Linked DNA regions of Zea mays: region 2 is linked to region 1. A link is a contact called in public Hi-C data. All regions are on one chromosome and are shown on one strand. The core of a region is the stretch at or near the end of the contact, and the rest is flanking DNA. Distances in the headings are between cores, read along the strand shown. Region 1 holds the start of LOC103629938 (probable glucomannan 4-beta-mannosyltransferase 3). Region 2 holds the start of LOC100191540.

Evidence for each region. Hi-C and Micro-C count contacts between places; a contact is called where the count stands out from the background.
Region 2: a contact with region 1 is called in a Hi-C map of leaf, with 5 times the contacts expected there. The contact joins the promoter of LOC100191540 here to the promoter of LOC103629938 in region 1.

The regions. Positions count from the first base shown.
Region 1 is chr6:124,075,178-124,078,945 of Zm-B73-REFERENCE-NAM-5.0, reverse strand. LOC103629938 (probable glucomannan 4-beta-mannosyltransferase 3) reads right to left here and starts at 2,070. Exons shown (of 9, transcript XR_004850286.1): 1 at 1,397-2,070; 2 at 1,197-1,295.
Region 2 is chr6:124,380,790-124,384,316 of Zm-B73-REFERENCE-NAM-5.0, reverse strand. It overlaps LOC100191540, which reads left to right and starts at 2,116. Exons shown (of 2, transcript NM_001136971.1): 1 at 2,116-3,343. The coding sequence starts at 2,285.

The DNA of each region.
Region 1 (3,768 bases), core at 821-3,320:
TCGGCCTGCAATGATGCCTTCTTCAGTGGAGGTTCAAGATCCTCCTCTCGTCCTACCTCTGGATGACTCAGCCGGAGAGACTCCTTTAGGCTATCAAACTCTACCTACATGCATGACCTGCAACAAAACTAGGCTTCACCTTTCTATATCACAGATGTATGATTACTTTAGGTTGGCATTGACCATGATCATCCCATTAGAATATGGTATTTTAAGGACTAGGTATGCGTAATAGGGGATTGCCATGAACTTGGTGAGCCTAGGTCTTTCGATGATTGCATGATGTGTCGCGTCAAAATTTTCCACCTTGAAGTGCAAAAATTCTATGCAGAAGTTTTTCTTGGTGCCAAATATAACAAGCAGAGTGATCTACCCTAGTGGAATCATGGACTTGCCCGGGATAATGTCGTAAAATGGCACAAGACTCAACTTCTATGATTTCCGATAGCCCCATCTTCCTGAAGGTTTCGACGAAGAGAATATTCAGACTACATCCACCATCAATGAGGACTCAGTGGAGTCGTGTGTCGCCAACTGTTGGATTCAATATCAGAAGATACCACCCTAACCGTGGCACATGACCAGAGTGATTAGATCTGTCAAATGTAATCGACACATTTGACTAGTGGAGGAACTCTGGTGTGGCCGGCTACACAGAGTAGACGTACCTCATCTCCAACTATTGTTTTTCTCTTAGACTCGTACGAGTCGGGGCTACCAATGATATAAATGATGGCTTGCATTGGCTTTAGGAACTTGCCCCGGCATCATCGTCTGAGTCGTTATTGTTGGTGGTTTTGGAGCTTTTTGGCTTTAGGTCTTCTGGTTTAGACTCTTTCAGAAGTTTCTACTCAAAACCTCTGATGTGTCGGCACTCTTGCATAGTAGAGTGCGTAGTATGCTGACTCTGTGGATGGTACGTGCATCTCCCCTCCATTAATGTTATAGTATTTGAATGTAGTTAAATAGTTGGGAATAATGCAAACATTAATGTTTTAACTTTTAAATATGCTTGCTATAAAATGTATTTTATAATTAATATAATAATATGTGTTTGATGTCACAAATATTAGTGTTTTTTTTTCTTGAACATGATTTATTGAAAGACGATTTTTTTAAAATAAACCTATTTGACTCATCACTTCAGCTGGCAACGTACCTAACGATGACTGAAGGCTAGAAGATTCGAAGTTTACCTTAACCGTCGGATCCGTGGAATCGTCGAGAACCTGTACGATCACCCTATCCGACGGCCACCACATCCCGCATGCTGCTTCAATGGATAGCTTGTACACCTGCGCGCACACAAAAGAAAGGAACGGTACGGCATTATTTGCATTGCGTTGGTGCCGATGTGCCGAGGCGCCGCCAATGTACTGAGAGAGTGGACACGGACCTCCCGTTCGTTGTACATGGGGATTTGGACGAGCACCATGGGGTAGCCGACGCTGCAGCCGGCCTCCTCCTCGTCCCCGTCCACCTCGGCGGTGGGGCCGGCAATGGGGCACGGCGCCCGCCGGGGCAGAAGGCTGGCGGCGGCCAGGAACACGGCGTCGGCGAGGAGCATGGCCGACAGGGCCAGGCAGACCCACGACGCGGCGGCCAGCGCCGGCGCCACTGCCGCCGCGCGCGCCGCGTCCCACGCGGCCCGCAGCGCCTCGCCGCCTGACGACGGAAGCAACCGGCGCGGAAGCAGGGTCGTCGACCCGTCAAGGTCGAGCCATGCTCCCGCCACCGCGGCTAAGGAGGCTATTGCCGCCGTACCGGCCATTGCTCACGCCTTCCCGCACGCGCGTCCGCGTCCGCCTGCCCTCTCGGCCTCTCCGGTGCGGCCTGCGGCCCTCAGGAGCTGCAGCCTGCAGCTTTTGGAGACGTTGTCGTTGCTTTTCCTGGGTCGCGTCGGTGGCTCGGTGCGGGAGGTGAGTGATGACTGATGAGATGAGTGATGAGGCTAGTGGTGGTGCAGTACAAGAAGCTCACGAGATGATCGCTCTGATTCGCCGGCTTAACCACAGCTTTGATTTCCGACATGTTAGCCAACGCGCACCAGACCCCACAGTTCAGTGTTGAGGGCTAGTGGCTCACTACCTCTTGCGCTACGAGCATCACGCTCCTTGGCCTACTTGTTGCCTTGTTGGTCGGTATCACGTATCGGTACCGCCCGTGGGCCCAGTGTCTGTTTGCCGGCCCCAGTGTCGCTTCCGTCCGCAGTTCCTCGAGACCACAACGCATGGCAGGCTTTGTAGTCATTGGCCCATCAGCAACAGCAACCCAAGGCCAAGGGATGAGAGGAAATGCCAAGAGCGAACGTGTTCGTTCGTTCGTGGTGGTTGGCTTGCTGCTGCCGCCCGACGAAACGTCGCCGTCGCGGCCGCGCCCCCATCCCGACCGGCCGGCCGGCCGGCCACGAATGGTATGGATGGACGGGCCAGAGCTTTTGATGCCCCCGTTTTTGGATGCTCCCTCGTCGTGTTTCTGGTGCCCAGCAACAATGATATACGGCGAAAATAAATCAACCACCACACACACCTCCCCTACGGTGGTACCCCTTGGGTCGCGCACGGAAGGAGGATGCACAGAACAGCTCAGCCGGACGCATCCGTTCCGTCCCGCATGCACGTGCACGAGAAGATGACGAGTCCAGAATGTTTTGTTTCTGAATTAAAACAGCAGAACTGGTTATTTTTTCAAAACTACGCATTATGTTCAGAAAAAAACACTTTTGCCACACTCCTGCGGAGCTAGTAGACTGCATTGTTCATTCAGTAGAATTTAAAAAAGGAAATGCTACTGGAGATAGCCCGCCTACGAGGCCTTTTCTTCCGCTCGAGAGGCTCCTAAGGTGACGAGAAGACCAAAATATCACATAAACAAAGTGGGAATAGACTTTTTTTCGAATTTCTTTTACAACTACTCCCTCCGTACTAAAATGATTGTCGTTTTCACTTTTCGAGAAGTCAAAGATTTTTAACTTTGACCAAATATATATAACAAAATATTAATATTTATAGTAGATAATTAGCACCATTAGATAGATCTTTAAATCTATTTTCTTAATAAACTTATTTGGAGATACAAATATTGATAATCTTTCCTGTAAATCTAGTCAAACTTGAGAAACTTTGATCGTCATGAATACCATAGTGACAAATATTTTGGGACGAAGGGACTAGATGCAATGAACTAGAGCAATACGTAGACCACATACATTTGTTCGTAACTTGCGCATAAAATTGCATAGCTTTAAACTCTCTCTCTATCTCTCTTTATATATATATACCTAAAAAATTGAACTATTGAACTATGCCTATAGAGTTATAGCTCAAACCAAATTTGAACATACTACGTGGTTGGAGTTGAAGGTGTCCTCTTGTAAGCCTGAAAACCATTTGGACCAATGTTGGAGGATAACATAAAACTGAGGTATGGAGCAACGGTGAAGGATAAGATAAAAGTGAGGTATGGATGAGAGAGAGAAAATAGATAACAAGATTTGAACTATCAATATATTGAAAGAAAACATTATACAATAACTATTGCACCACACATGTCTTCGAGGTATGGTAGCTCTCATACTATGTCATAACAGGTCCTCCGCCACTAACTTGGACCAGCAAACATGGTAACGTGCACAACTAAAAAGTAGACCTAGGGGGAAGCACAATCAAAGGAAGTACTAAAGAGCAATATAATAAGAAATAAGTAAAAACATGAGGATTTATTTCCTCAGGTTCAACTCTTTCCATTAAAAAAGTTCCAAACGACCTA
Region 2 (3,527 bases), core at 867-3,366, 310 kb before region 1:
AAGCTGTTCGTCAACACGCAGCAGGCCCCTACCTGGCACGCCAACTGTCGGCGTTTCGAGACCGGGGGGTCCCTAAGCCGACGAGTGAATGTCGCCGCGTGCCCCAGCCCAGATGGGTCGACGCGAGGCCGAGCGCGAAGGGGGGAAGTGAGGTGGCCGGAGACAGGCGTGAGAGAGGTGGAAATCCCGCGGCCTTCGTGTTCGTCCCGCGCCCAGGTCGGGTGCGCTTGCAGTAGGGGGTTACAAGCGTCCACGCGGGAGAGGGAGCGAGCGGCTTCAAGCGAGCGCCTGTCTCGTCCTCGTCCCCGCGCGGCCCAACCATCTCTAAGAGGGCCCTGGTCCTTCCTTTTATAGGCGTAAGGAGAGGATCCAGGTGTACAATGGGGGATGTAGCAGAGTGCTACGTGTCTAGCGGGGGAGAGCTAGCGCCCTAAGTACACGCCATCGTGGCGGCCGGAGAGGTTTTGGCGTCCGGTTTGTGTGATGTCGTGGCCGTCGGAGGAGCGCTGGAGCTTGGCGGAGGGACAGCTGTCGGGGCTGTCGAGTCCTTGCTGACGTCCTCTTGCTTCCGTAAGGGGGCCGAGAGCCACCGTCGTCACAGAGTATGCGGGGCGCCATCATTGCCTATCTGGTGGAGCGAGCCAGATGGGACGCCGGTCTTGTTCCCCGTGGCCCGAGTCAGCTTGGGGTAGGGTGATGATGGCGCCTCCTGTTGACGTGGCTGATCTGCGCCCTAGGTTGGGCGATGTGGAAGCTCCTCCGAAGCCGAGGTCGAGCCTGTCTTCCGTGGCCGAGGTCGAGTCCGAGCCCCTGGGTCGGGCGAGGCGGAGACCGTCGGCTGAGGCAGGGCGGAGTCCGAGCCCTGGGGTCGGGCGAAGCGGAGTTCGTCGTCTTCTGGGGCTGAGCCCAAGTCCGAGCCCTGGGTCGGGCGGAGCGGAGTTCGTCGTCTTCTGGGGCTGAGCCCAAGTCCGAGCCCTGGGTCGGGTGAAGCGGAGTTCGCCGTCTTCCGGGGCTTAGCCCGAGTCCGAGCCCTAGGTCGGGCGGAGCGGAGTTCGCCGTCTTCCGGGGCTTAGCCCGAGTCCGAGCCCTGGGTCGGGCGGAGCGGAGCTTCCTATGGCGCCTGCGGCCGGGCCTGACTGCCTGTCAGCCTCACTCTGTCAAGTGGCACCGTAGTCGGAGCGGCGCAGGCGGCGCTGTCTTTCTGTCAGGCTGGTCAGTGGAGCGGCGAAGTGACGACGGTCACTTCGGCTCTGTCGGCTGAAGGGCGCACGTCAGGATAAAGGTGTCAGGCCACCTTTGCATTAAATGCTCCTGTGATTTGGTCGGTCGGTGCGGCGATTTGGTCAGGGTTGCTTCTTGGCGAAGACAGGGCCTCGGGCGAGCCGGGAATACGTTAGCCGCTGGAGGGGGGCCTCGGGCGAGGCCGAGATCCTCCGGGGTCGGCTGCCCTTGTCCGAGGCTAGGCTCGGGCGAGGCGTGATCGTGTCCCTCGAATGGACCGATCCCTGACTTAATCGCACCCATCAGGCCTTTGCAGCTTTATGCTGATGGGGGTTACCAGCTGAGAATTAGGAGCCTTGAGGGTACCCCTAATTATGGTCCCCGACAATTATGGTCTAAATGATTGTTAAATAGTAAAAAAAGATGGATGACTAAAGTACTAGTTCATGCTTGAGCTAGACTTATATTGAGTATTTTATACTCACGAGTTAACAGGTATGGGTGAAGGCGGAACGTTATAAATACCTGTTTACCCGTTGCGTGAAGATTTTTTTCCAATTACAGAACAACGGGTAAAATATTTAGCCCACATACATACCCTAAGGACTACTTTGGAAACCTCAAATCTTTTTCGGGACTAGAGAGGATTGGAGTGAAAATAAACTAATTTGCTCTTTAATTTTCTTCAATCCCAAAAAGAATTTGAGTTTCTAAACTACCTTTAATAGAGTAAATATCCATCGGACATGTGGTCGCGGTACCATTGCCATCTGTACATTGTTGCCCGTGTGGTGTCGGCCTCGACCGTCGCCGACGCCGCGCATCCAGCGTCCCTGTCTACGTTACCGACTCCTCACGCTGGCCGGACCACGTGCCCCCACGTCTCGCCGTCCCCGGTTCTCATCCACCCCGAGCTCCCCCAACGCGTTTTACCACAGACCAATAAGTGGCCAATCCCTCGCTGCCCCCACACTCCAGAAGTCCAGACCAAAGCTCTAAAGTCCAATCCCTCGCTAGCCACTTGCCATCTGATCAACCAGCCAGCCGATCTCAGCGATCCGCCATGGCCACCGCGTATTACGAGAGGCCCCGTGGCGGCGCCGTCGAGGAGGCGGACGACTTCGATGAGTTCGACCCCACGCCGTACGGCGGTGGGTACGACCTCGCCGTCACCTTCGGTCGCCCGCTGCCACCGTCCGAGGAAACCTGCTACCCGTGCTCGGCGCCCTCGACCTCCTACGACGCACCGCACTACGCCGCCTCCGAGCCGTCCCCCTACGGTCACCACGCCAAGCCAAAGCCCAACTATGGGTTCCGCCCCCAGCAGGAGCAACAGCCGTCTTACGGCAGCGGCTACGGATCCAGGCCCGAGCCCGCTGCGGAGGAGGGCGGTGGCTATGGATCTGGCTTCGGATCCGGGTATGGGAGGAAGAAGCAGGAGGAGGAGAGCTACGGCTCTGGATATGGGAGGAAACCGCAGGCGGAGGAGAGCTACGGGTCCGGCGGGTACGGCTCTGGCTACGGCGGTCAGACCCGGCCGGAGGAGAGCTATGGGTCAGCAGGGTATGGATCTGCCAATCCGCAGGCTGAGACATACGGCTCTGGCTACGGGAGGAAGCCACAGGTAGAGGAGAGCTACGGATCGGAGTATGGGTCTGGGTTCGGGAGGAAGCCGCAGATTGAGGAGAGCTATGGATCGGGGTACGGGAGGACGCCGCAGGTTGAGGAGAGCTATGGATCTGGTTACGGGAGGAAGCCTCAGGTTGAGGAGAGCTATGGATCTGGGTACGGCAGCAGGCCGCAGGGTGGGGAGGAGTATGGCAGTGGTGGTGGTGGGTATGGGAGGAAGGCACAGGAGGAGACCTATGGCTCCTCGGGGTATGGCTATGGCAGGAAGAACGAGGAGCAGAGCTATGGTGGTTCTGGCTATGGTTATGAGAAGAAGGCATCTGAGGAGGACGAAGGTGCCTTTGGCTCTGGTGGTTACCGGAAGCCAAAACCCTATGACGAGGAGACACAGGGTTCATACGGTTATGGAGAGGAGCAGCCCAAGTATCAGAGTGGCGGGTATGAGAGGCCGAGCTATGGTGGGGGAGAGGGGTACTATGGCCGCAAGAAAGATGTAAGATCCTTTCTCCCTCTTTGGTTTACCTATGTGAATGTGAATTCATTTACTTTATAGTGGTTGAATAACTGCTTATCCTTCTAATCCTTGAATAGGATGGCCTTTCAAGGTAGTCGTTGTTTAGCTAGTAGAGTTTGTGAATCTAAAAACTAAATCACACTATCTCTAGGTTGCAAAAGAT